Regions from separate parts of the Sus scrofa genome. Here region 2 is linked to region 1. Evidence: chromatin contacts called from public promoter capture Hi-C data. All regions are on one chromosome and are shown on one strand. The core of a region is the stretch at or near the end of the contact, and the rest is flanking DNA. Distances in the headings are between cores, read along the strand shown. Region 1 holds the start of WDR75 (WD repeat-containing protein 75). Region 2 holds the start of ASNSD1 (asparagine synthetase domain-containing protein 1).

Evidence for each region. Promoter capture Hi-C pulls out the DNA fragments that hold promoters and counts their contacts.
Region 2: a contact with region 1 is called in a promoter capture Hi-C map of liver, with 6 times the contacts expected there. The contact joins the promoter of ASNSD1 here to the promoter of WDR75 in region 1. A contact is called at or near these places in 1 of 5 promoter capture datasets (liver), 4 of 47 Hi-C or Micro-C datasets (embryonic fibroblasts, liver and skeletal muscle) and 2 of 2 datasets of contacts at active chromatin or transcription factors (alveolar macrophages and skeletal muscle).

Annotation. Positions count from the first base shown.
Region 1 is chr15:93,977,384-93,983,048 of Sscrofa11.1, reverse strand. It overlaps WDR75 (WD repeat-containing protein 75), which reads right to left and starts at 1,995. Exons shown (of 21, transcript XM_003133536.4): 1 at 1,724-1,995. The coding sequence starts at 1,809. It also overlaps a transcript of COL5A2 not described here.
Region 2 is chr15:94,258,614-94,264,754 of Sscrofa11.1, reverse strand. It overlaps ASNSD1 (asparagine synthetase domain-containing protein 1), which reads right to left and starts at 2,845. Exons shown (of 6, transcript XM_003133541.6): 1 at 2,486-2,845; 2 at 495-548.

The DNA.
Region 1 (5,665 bases), core at 746-3,245:
TGCCATCACTGTACCTTTAAATATATTAGCCTACCCGCCTCTCATCTTTCACTGCGTATTATATAGTTTTACACAGTTTTCAGATTAATATTCTTGAGGAAACACAGTCATATTACCCTCCTCCCCCAACACCTTATTAAAAAATGCTCTCTTCGGACCAAACAACAACAAAGAACTGACTCTATGTTCCTTTTCCAATCTTTTTTCCCACTAACCTTCTTCATATACCATGCCTACTAACAGTATCTTAGCTCTTTGTTTATACTGTCCGTGTATCTGGAATGCCTTCCATGCATATCCCCTAGTCAAATACCACACACCTGCCTACATCTAGCCTAGATATTACTTTCTCATCAACCTGCTCCATCCTTCTAGTTTGAAGTGCTGTTTCTCATGGGCTCTCAAAGTGCCACAATGTATGAAACATCTGAGTATTTTCTTTTCCTCACTAGACTGAAAGCTCTGTAAGGTAGGATCAATAGTGGACTTATTTTACTTTTGTCACCTCAGCTTTTTTTTAAATTATGTAGCTGATAAATACTTAAAAACAAACTGTAGACCTTAGCAAATGAGATACAATAGATCCCAATATAATGAATAAGGTGTAGAAAACAGTACACTGGAGGAAGAAACTGGATATAAGTTCAAAGTGGTAGAACTCTAGCAATCTCTTGAAGCTTCAGTTTCTTTCTTTGATTCACAAGTATCAACGAAGCCCTCTTTATTGTAAAGACCAGGGATTCCTTTTTTTTGGCCACTAAGCTAATTTATGAAAGCTCCTTCAGTCACTCATGCATGCATTCAGTAGCTATCTGCTAAAGACCCATAAACAAGATATTGTGGCCATACAAACCTTCACAGACCACTATCTCTACTTTTCTAAAATAGAAAGGGTTTTAATTATCCATCACTGACTGAAAATCTCATTTTGTCACTTATAGATGACGCTGACAATACAGCAGTAATAATAATGACAGCTGACTTACATTGAACCATTAAGTGCCAGGCACTGTTCGATGCGCTAAGTATTTAGGCACTTAATCCTCTCAACAACCTTATGAGATGGATTACCAAATACTCCCGTTTTATAGAGGCAACTGAGGCAGAGATTAAGAACCTGCAGAGGCACAGAATAGATGAACCGGGTTTCGAACCCGCTAGTTTAGCATCCAGCTACACTGAACTCCTGATGAAGGGGACCAGGGCTTAAACATGCTTTTATCCCACACAGAATCTAATATTTTCCACGCAAAGCTCCAAAAAGGTGACCAGAATGGTTTTTTAGGGGGTAGGATATGTGGAGAACTCCCAATAATTAATCGTTCAGGAATTCCAAATCATGATTCGGTCCCAAAAAGGGATACTCATGGTACTGCAAGAACAGCGGCATACATATTTTGTACCTGGATCATTTTCCAGCCGCCCCAACGACCAGCCGATTCTAGACACGTGGGTCCGCTCCCGGGGGCCCCTCAATTTACCTGCAGATCTGGAGAGGGAGAAGCGCGCGCGCCCCAGTCTGCAGTGCCACTGGACTAACAGGTATCTCATTCCTCTTAACAGCTACCGGCTCCTCCTGGGGCCTGGAGTGCTCCGGGCGCGCCCCTTCCCGAGACCAGAACCGCCAGCCCGGACGCGCCGGATAGTTCTTCCTCTCCCCCCCGCTCCCAGGTGGTGGACTCAACGCCCCTCAGCCTGGCGGCAAAGCGCGGCGCACCCATACTTAGAATCCGCAGAGAACACCGCTCTCCTGAAGTTCAATTCGCTGCCGCCACAGCGAACCACGCGGAGACTCTCTTCTGCCACCATCTTCGCGCAAGCGCAGGCCCCGCCCCGAGCTTCCTGGACGGAAGCCGGTTGACAGGGCGTTTGTCCCGCCTACAGACTCCCACTCGGGGCTCTTCTAGGCCTCAGTCTCTATGGTAACTCTTTATGGTAAGACCCTGCGCCTGCAGGGCCATCTTTCGTTTGGGCAACCGCTCATTAGGACGCCTGTGAAGAAAGGTAAAAGTGAAATGTAGTCAAAGACGCAATGCATTTATGTTAGATTCTCCTAAAATTTTATTTAGTACAGATAACTTTCTCTCTGGATTTATCAGTCTGACTATAGCTTCTTCCGCTGAAAGGGAAAGGTGAACCAAACTGTGTCACGTGACCACCGGTCCTTTCCCATCCTCGCCGAGCTTCCCCTTTTTCTGAATCGGGCGCTTCGTGATGACGCCTGCCTTGTGAGCCAAAAGCTTTCTTGGTCTCACGGTTGAGTTCTTGGGTGGGGAGGTAGAATTCTCTACAGTTGTTTGTTTCTCTCATTAGCAGTCTCTTTGCCCTATTCCTCTAAGCGTAGCTCACGTTCCTACAGAATCTTCGCAGCTGCAGAGCCTTGCCTTTTCCTTTGGACATCTAGCTCCTCCGGGATTCTGGTTCTTATTTTTCTCCCCGGTCGGCCGATCTGACATTCCACTCTATCCTGGCCAAATTCCGTGGTTTTAGCTTCCGAAGCCCTGAATGCTGAGAAAGTTAATGTCTCCACATCCGTTTCTTTTTTATAAACGTATGTGTATCATTTTTGTTGTTCCTGTATATTAAGGGGTGCTCATTTTCATTCATTAATTTAAACATTTACCAATGCCCTCTGTACTGGCTCCCTACCACTCCTAAAGGTGAAGAGCCACTGTCAGCGTCACCTTAACAGGAACAGGAGATCTGCCTTGTACGTGGATCTCCTTAGTCTTTCTGGAGGCAAATAATTATTGAGAACCTTCTACATGTGAGACACAGTGCAAGACAAATGTGATCCCTGCCTTATTACCTTCAATGGGAGAGAGAGACAATAAAAATGTTTAATGTGACAATCACAATTTGTGTGCTGAAGAAAATAAAACAGTAATATGAAAGGCCAGTTTCCGAGGCGGTTTAGGCTTAACCTAATGAATATGTGTTTGTTAAGGTAGTGCACGTTAAAAAACAGTATTTTTAAAATGCAACGTTAATACAAATTTGATATAAAATAATTCAGTGCAGAAGTAGAATGGTCTTGGTCCATCCTACACCCCATGAATATCTCTTAACCATTAAAGGTTTGGCGTGTATGTTTCCTGATGTTTTTCTAAGCGTATATACACCTTAACATTATTCTTGAATGTAAGGCACCATGTATCCCTTTTCCCCCTCTATAATGCTTTCACTGCATTGTATACAGATTTTTATCTCTTTTTCTTAATGACTGCATAGCATTCATCGAGTAAATATGCCACAATTAAGTCATTCTCTCAAAGGTGGATAGTCATTTCCATTTTTTCAAAAAGTGGCAAATAGTGATACAGGGCACAGATTTATGACACTATTGCTGTATGAGGGATTCCTAGAAAAGCTGTGGGGTTGAAGAATATCTGCATTTTTTATTTTGAGAGAATGTTCTGTGGAATAGAGACGTGTTACTGGGAAAACCAAGAGGAATAACTAACAGCAGCCAAAATAGGGAACTATGTAACTTAGATTTTTAGTCTGATGTTTTGGGAAAATCCATAAGGAGAGGAAGTATTATAAGAGAGTATAAATTCTTAAGAAGAAATCCGGAGGGAAAAGGACTGAGGAAGTGGTGTAAAGCAAACGAAGTTGTCTATAAAGATTGCATCAGTGAGCAATTGAAAGATAGCAAGGGTCGGCAGTCGATGGTTTAAAATTTAGAGTCACATTTTCAAGAATTGCTAAGTGTAATGAACTCTGCTTCTTAAGTCTATTATTTCCTTTCATATACTGGTATTTGAATATCATATATCAATCTTTGTTGATTGGCCCACAGACACAAAAAAAGCAACATTTTCTAAAGTGTTTGAAGGACTGGAAAGAATAGGATATTGAGGGTGATAGGAGGTGGCTATAGATATTCTCTGCTCCTGCTGTTAGCACTGTCAGAGGCTTCCCTAGGCATTTTATAGAAGAGAGCAAGGAAAGTTGCACTCCTTTGTTGAGAGCTGAGCATGCGTGACAGGTCCCTGTTTCTCTTCAGCGTTCCTCTTGTCTTTCTGAGTCCTCAACAGAATCCTCTTTAAATTCATGGCAATATTGATTTTTCCTAGCACATACTTTATTTAAAAAATTTTATTGTAGTTGATTTACAATGTTCTGTCAATTTCTGCTGTACAGCAAAGTGACCCAGTTATACACATTCTTTTTTTTTTTTCCATTACAAGTGATTAGATTTCCCTGCTGACACATACTTTAAAACTCTTCCAGCCTCTCTATCTAGTTCCAAGGCTGCTCCCACCTTTTTAGGTTTTGTTAGTTACATGAGCAGCCCACTCTTGGTACCAAAATCCCTTTCAGGGTTCTCCAGAAAAACAGAACCAATAGGATTGATTGATTGGTTTTTATTTATTAAAAGGAATTGGTGCACTCAATTATGGAGGCTGAAAAGTCTTACAATATGCAGTCTGCAAGTTGGACACCCTGGAAAGCTGGTGGCGTAATTCACCCTGAGTCTGAAGGCCTGAGAACCTGGGGAGAAGATGGTATATATCCAGTGTAACTACAGGAGGAGAACACTGCTCCAGCCCAGCAGTCAGGTAGAGAAGGAATGAATTTTCCATCCCTTTTCCTTTTGTTCTATTCTAATCCTAATGGGCCCTGTATGCTGCCCAGCCACGTTGGGGAGAGCAGTTTGCTTTGAGTCCACAGATTTCAGTGCCAATCAGGTAAGATTGGCATTACCTTCACAGACAAATCTAGAAATATTGTTTAGCCAAATACCTGGCATCCCATGACCCAATGAAATTGACACATAAAATTAACCATCACACTGGGCAACCACTGATCTGTTCTGAGTCCCTACAGCTTGCCTCCAGAAACTTGTATAAACAGTATTATATTGTGTGTAACCTTTTATGTCTAGCTTCTTTCACTTAGCATAATATTATTAGAAATTTGTGTTGTTGTGTAGATCGGTGGTTTCCTCTTTTTTTGATGGGGAGTATTCTGTGTATATGGGCGTTCCACAATTTGTTTATTCATTTTTTTTTGTTGTTGAAGGATGTTTAGTTTCTTCCCTAGTTTTGGAACATGTGAATAATACTGATTTAAACATTAATTTGTAGGTTTTTGTGTGAACATACATTTTTATTTATTTTCTAGGGTAAATGCCAATAACTGGGATTGCTGGCTCAAATAATATGTTTATATTTTTAAGAAATTGTGAGACAGTTTTTCTGGTTTCTGTACCATTTTGCATTCTGATCATTAAAGTATGAAAGTTTTAGTTGCATCACATCCTTGTCAATGCTTGGTCTTGTAGTTTTGTTTTTTTTTTTTTTTGTCTTTTGTCTTTTTTTTGTTGTTGTTGTTGTTGTTGTTGCTATTTCTTGGGCCGCTCCCGCGGCACATGGAGATTCCCAGGCTAGGGGTTGAATCAGAGCTGTAGCCACGGGCCTACGCCAGAGCCACAGCAGCGCGGGATCCGAGCCGCATCTGCAACCTACACCACAGCTCATGGCAACGCCGGATCGATAACCCACTGAGCAAGGGCAGGGACCGAACCCGCAACCTCATGGTTCCTAGTCGGATCCGTTAGCCACTGCACCACCACGGGAACTCCTGGTCTTGTAGTTTTAATTTTAGCCACTATAATAAGTTTATGGTGGGATACCATTGTTTGAATTTTCATTTCACT
Region 2 (6,141 bases), core at 1,596-4,095, 280 kb before region 1:
CATTAATAGAAATGGTGTTAAACAACAACAATAAAAGATTTGGAAGCTTTCTGTAAAAAACTCAGGGAAGGGGAAGAGGAAGCATTTATCCTTTTTTAAAAAAAAATTAATTATCTACATTCACTTAAAGGACTAGTTTCTTATCTTTTTAGTATATTTAAATAAAGTTCATTTCAAAAGAAAACACCAAATTCAAGTATAAAACAAAGACTATTAGTGATTACAGCTCCAAGATAAAATAATTAGTATCACTTTGTTCAAAGGTAATGTCAATTGCATATTATGGGGAAAAGATATCATCAACTATGATTAATATATAGACATCCATATATGATACATATACACTTTTCACTTTTGCAATTTAACTAAAAAGATGCTGAAATCTTATAAATTTTGACATAAATCTTATATATAGTTCTTATAACTTTTATATAAGCTAATGAGATATAATCAAACCCTCTGGCATACTGTTCAGAATAATTCTAATAACTTACCCTGTTCTTCTTTAGGTTAGAAAGTTCATCCACAATAATTTTTTGTTCTTTAATCTATTGAAATAAAGAAGATTTTCTTAAATCAGAAGTTAGCAAAGTATGCTCACTGAGGGACCTTTAAAATTAAAAAGATGTGATAAGGGGCTAAAATGTACTGATTGTCCAAATGGACAGTCGGTGAATATATAGATTGTTTTCAACAACAGTGTGTGTGGTGGTGCAAGTGTGGGAAAATTGGGGGAAGAAAGAGTGATCAGACTTGCCAGGTGTTAGATGGCCCCTTGGACCCAGATAGGATATTGGCAACCAGCATTCATATTCAGGGAACAGCCACAGTTACTAAACAAGGTTTATACCTTTTATTTAAAAGTGACAATATGAAATAAAAACATAATTGCACCAAAACCCAAAAGCAATACCATTTTTTTCAATGATTTCACTTAAGTTGTATTTTAACTTTCTTGAAAAATACCAAATGGAATGTGGGGTGGGGTCACTTCTCCCAACCTCATCCCTCTATACCAATGCTTTTCATGACTTATGTCCTAAATGGTGTGGCCACACATTCAGACTAAGCAAGCAGTAGTAAATGCCCTACCGGGGGGGTTGGGGGTGGGGGGCAGTACAACCTATCACTTTTCCTCTCTGCTTTACTCCTCTCTGTATCTCAAAAGCTAGCACAGATGCTGTCACTGTTGAACTAGGTCTCACTTTTTATTAGTAAGAGAAGGTTCAATCAGTAATGGTAGTTATTTTGTGAACAGGACTGATTACATAGTATCACTAAAGCCTCTAAAAGGAGATCCTGTATGATCTTTGCCAGACCTTAAACACCTCAGGGATATATCACACATCAGTATAAGTGGTGAGCTATGGTGATAAAGGGACATCTTTGAAGTGGGCCTTAAATGTTAACCTGATAGGACTTTGTAATGGACTTAAGGGGTGGCTCCCAGATTACTGGCACAGACAGGTGGATAGTTGGTGGTGATATTTTCTGAGGCACAGGATATCAGCAGCAGCTCTAGGGTGGGCAGTATTTCTTCCCTTGTGCAGCAGGTTAAAGATCCAGCGTTATCACTGGAGTGGCCTGGGTTGCTGCTGAAGCACAGGTTTGATCACTGGCCTGGGAACAAACTTCAACATGCCCCCAAGCTCAACAGTATGTAGAAAACCTGGAGTTCCTGTCGTGGCGCAGTGGTTAACGAATCCGACTAGAAACCATGAGGTTGTGGGTTCGATCCCTGGCCTTGCTCAGTGGGTTAAGGATCTGGTGTTGTCATGAGCTGTGATGTAAGTCAGAGGAGGCTTGGATCCCATTGCTGTGGCTGTAGTGTAGGCCGGTGTCTACAGCTCCAATTAGACCCCTAGCCTGGGAACCTCCATATGCCGCTTGTGCGGCCCTAGAAAAGGCAAAAAGACAAAAAAAAAAAAAAAAAAGAGTATATAGAAAACTCAACCATAAATCTCAAAGACATTATGCTGTGTGAGAGAAGCCAATCTTAGAATGACATATGCTATGATTTCATCTACATGATGTTCCCTAAAGGACAAAACTGTTCTGTCATCGGCAGCAGATCAGGCTGCGGCCAGAGCTTCTAGGTGGGGGAAAGCATGGCTATAAAGGGAGTCTCTTGGGGTAATGGAACAGTTCTGTATCCCAATAGTGGTAGTCAAACAAATTTATACATGTGCTAGATTTACAGAAAAGGAAAAAGGTAAATTTTATTGTATAAGGGCTTTTAAAATGACTTAAAAATTTGGGGTTTAAAAAACCCAAAAAACAAAACCACCCAACTAAACCTCCACCCTACTGCTATCTGGGACTAATCTCGGGGCAAGTTTCACGATCTCCCTTTAACTGTAGCTGTCAATGCAGCCCAGTCCGGCAAAGCCGAAATCGGACCACACGGCCACAGTGGATCTTCTCTGAGGACGAATAGCACCCTGTCCCGCGCCTGGGGGCCTTGTCACCTCGTCCCCACACTCACCTTGCGGCTTAGATCTTCCTTTTGAGGGGTCGAGTTGTCAGTGGAGACCAGCCCTGCGCCGTCCTCGTGTTGAACGCCCGGGCTAGGCATCTCCACGGAGCATCAAATACCTGGATGCGCGGCCCGGACAGCGACCCAGCAGTGCGCAGCCTACACCCCCCGAGCGTGTGCTATCCCAGCGGCTCCAGCCCCTCCCTTTCCGTCCGGTGAGTCCTACCAAAGGCTTCCACGCGCTCACTGGAACGCCTGCGCAGTCCGAGCGGGCCTTGGAGCAGTTGCGCGCGTGCGCTCAGATTATTAGCAAGCACGAGAGCAGAGCCTTGTTGTGAAACCTGAGAGGTTTCTGAACTGTCCCCCTAGCGGATAAGAAGTTGAAACACTCTCATAGCCTCGTTACGATTCGGCATCCAGTAGACTGTGAGTTACAGGCGCCTCCCAGTGGTAAATGTGAAGAATAGACGAGCATTCGAAATGCTACTTAATATTTATTATCTAGGCAAGAATATGAAGCTATACACAGATTTAAGAGATACGTTGTTGGTAATAGAACTGTACAGCCTTGATAAAGCTTTTGTTAACTTGTTACTAAGGTTAAAAGATAAATACTGGATTCACAGTTAAATATGAATTTCAGATAAATGAGTAATTTTTAATATAGGTATACTCATGCAATAGTCACAACCTTACTCCTATGAGAAAAATCATCCAAAATTGGCAAGAGATTACCAGGTTTTCTTTCATAGCTTTTCTGGCTTTGACTTTCTATTGACTGGGCTTTTTTTTTTTTAGGGGCCGCACCCACGCATATGGAGGTTCCTAGGCTGGGGGTCAGCTGGAGCAACAGCAATGCCAGATCCTAGCAGCGTCTGGGATCAACACCACAGCTCACTGGCAACCCCAGATCCCCATCCACTGAGCGAGGCCAGGGATTGAACTGCATCCTCATGGATAACAGTCATATTTGTTTCTGCTGTACCACAAGGGAACTCCTGACCAGGCTATTTTATAATTCTGCTAAGGCAGAGGTTAACTGGTAGATTTTTGTGTGACAGATAATGCAAATAATTTCTGTCTGATGGGCCAGATAACCCCACAGGTTGTGACTTATTCTGCAAGATATTAACCAGTTTGCATCTAACTCTGCAGTGTTTTTAAATTAATATATGTCTGCTTTCTCATAAACTCTTTGAATTGGTTTTAACTTCGTGTTCCCTCATTTAACAAAACTCTGATAAATGTTCATTTTATATTTGCACAAGAAACATGGCTTTCTGTTTTTGAAAATTATACTTTAATTTTGGAAATCTTAAGTTTTTACAGAGACACCCAAATGGACTCATATAATAGAACCAAACTTTATGATCAAGAAAGCATACTTCATGGGTGGTTTAAACCCAGGAATATATTAACTGTCTTACAGTTAATCCAAAGTGGTTATAGAACTAAGTTTACTGTCTGTTTTTACTTTTTACTGAATTTTTAAAACTTTGTTTTTGTTTCTGATTGATGCATGGCTAAGTTATTTCACATGGATAGCAATGATTGGGAATTTGGTTTTATGGCCTAACCATTTGGTGATACCTGCTAGGTGATGAAGATCTAATTTCTTTTAGAAATGAGATGACAAAGAATCCAGGTTTTTAGTATTTTTCTTTTTTTATATTAAAGTATAGTTGATTTTAGATGTTGTGCCAGTTTCTACTGTACAGCAAAGTGACCCAGGCATATGTATATATACATTCTTTTTCTCGTATTATCTTCCATTATGTTCTGTCCCAAGAGACTGGATATAGTTCCCTGTGCTATACAGTAGGTCCTCCTTGCTTATCTGTTATAAATGTAATAGCTTGCATCTACTAACTCCAAACTCTCCATCCATCCCACTCTCTCCCCCTCCCCCATGGCAACCACAAGTCTGTTCTCTATGTCTGTGAGTCTGTTTTGTAGATAGTCCCATTTGTGCCATATTTTGTTTATTTATTTATTTATTTATTGCTTTTTAGGGCTGCACCTGTGGCATATGGAAGTTCCCAGGAGAGGGGTCAAATTAGAGCTGCAGCTGCCAGCCTATGCCACAGCCATAGCAATGCCAGATCTGAGCTTTGTCTGCAACCCACACCACAGCTCACAGCAATGCCAGATCTGTAACCCATTGAGCAAGGCCAGGTATTGAACCTGCATCCTCATGGATACAAGTCAAATTCCTAGCCCACTGAGCCACAATGGAAACTCCCATTTGTGTCATATTTTAGATTCCATGTATAAGTTAAATCATATGGTTTTGTCTTTTTCTTTCTGACTTTGCTTAGTATGAGAATCTCTAGTTGCATTCATGCTGCTGCACATGGCATTGATTTGTTCTTTTTATGGCCGAATAGTATTCCATTGTATATATGTACCACATCTTGTTAATATATTCATCTATCTATGGGCATTTAGGTTGTTTCCATGTCTTGGCTATTGTGAATAGTGCTGCAATGAACATAGGGGTACATGTATCTTTTTAAATTATAGTTTGGTCTGGATATATGCCCAGGAGTAGGATTGCCAGATCATATGGTACCTCTATATTTGGTTTTCTGAGGTATTTCCATACTGTTTTCCATAGTGGTTGTGCCAATTTACATTCCCACCAACAGTATAGAAGGGTTCCCTTTTCTCCACATCCTCTCTAGAATTTGTTACTTATAGAGTTATTAATGATGGTCATGCTGACTGGTGTGAGGAGGTATGGTTTTTAGTATTTTTGTTTGTCCTTTATGAACTCGAATTGATTAAGAATTTTGTGCCCACTAGGAAGAACAATTATTTTGAGATCTGAACTGCAGAGTCTTTGTGTTTCTTTGTTTACTTTCAACTTGAGATTGAGGTTGTAAAACTGAAGCTGTAAGCTATGTGTCTGTGTCCATAATTTATAACAGCATTTATATTTTGCTGAGTAAATGTAAAATGTTTTCTGACTCTGTAGGGTATTAATAAATTCCATTATAATGTCTCTTAAGTTAAAGGAACTTTGTTCTTATTGACATACATATATATGTACTTGCATAAGTCTCTCAAATTAAAAAATGTCCAGGAGTTCTCAACTGTGGTACAGTGGCTTAAGAATCTGACTCTATCAACTCAGGTCACTGTGGGTTAAAAGATCCAGCATTGTTGCAGCTGCAGCATAGGTCACAGCTGTGGCTCATTCCCTGCCCGAGGATCTTTCATATGCCATGGGTGTGGCCATGAAAAAACAAAAACAAAACAAACAAACCAAAAAGCCCAGAATTTCTGATGCCTTAAATGTGCTAGACTTAAATAAAAAGTCCTTATAAAAACTGCTAGCTTAGAAACATTTCAGGAATCCAAGTTTAATAATTAAGGAGAGTCTTTGGGGAAATCAGGCTGGATTAATAATTTTGGTTTAAGAAAAAAGGCAATTATATGTTTTTTCTATAATTTATCAATGTTAAGTAAAATATACATACTTTTTAAAAATAACGTTTAGATTTGTTTTCTCATAAAGAGATTAGCTAATTCAAACTTCCTAAACTGCTTATATTGATTTAGTCATTAAATAAGCTAGCATTATTGCTAGAGAATATTTCAGTTTATGAAAAATGTTAATTTGTATTCACTAAAGTAATTAAAACAAATTTTTCTATATCAAC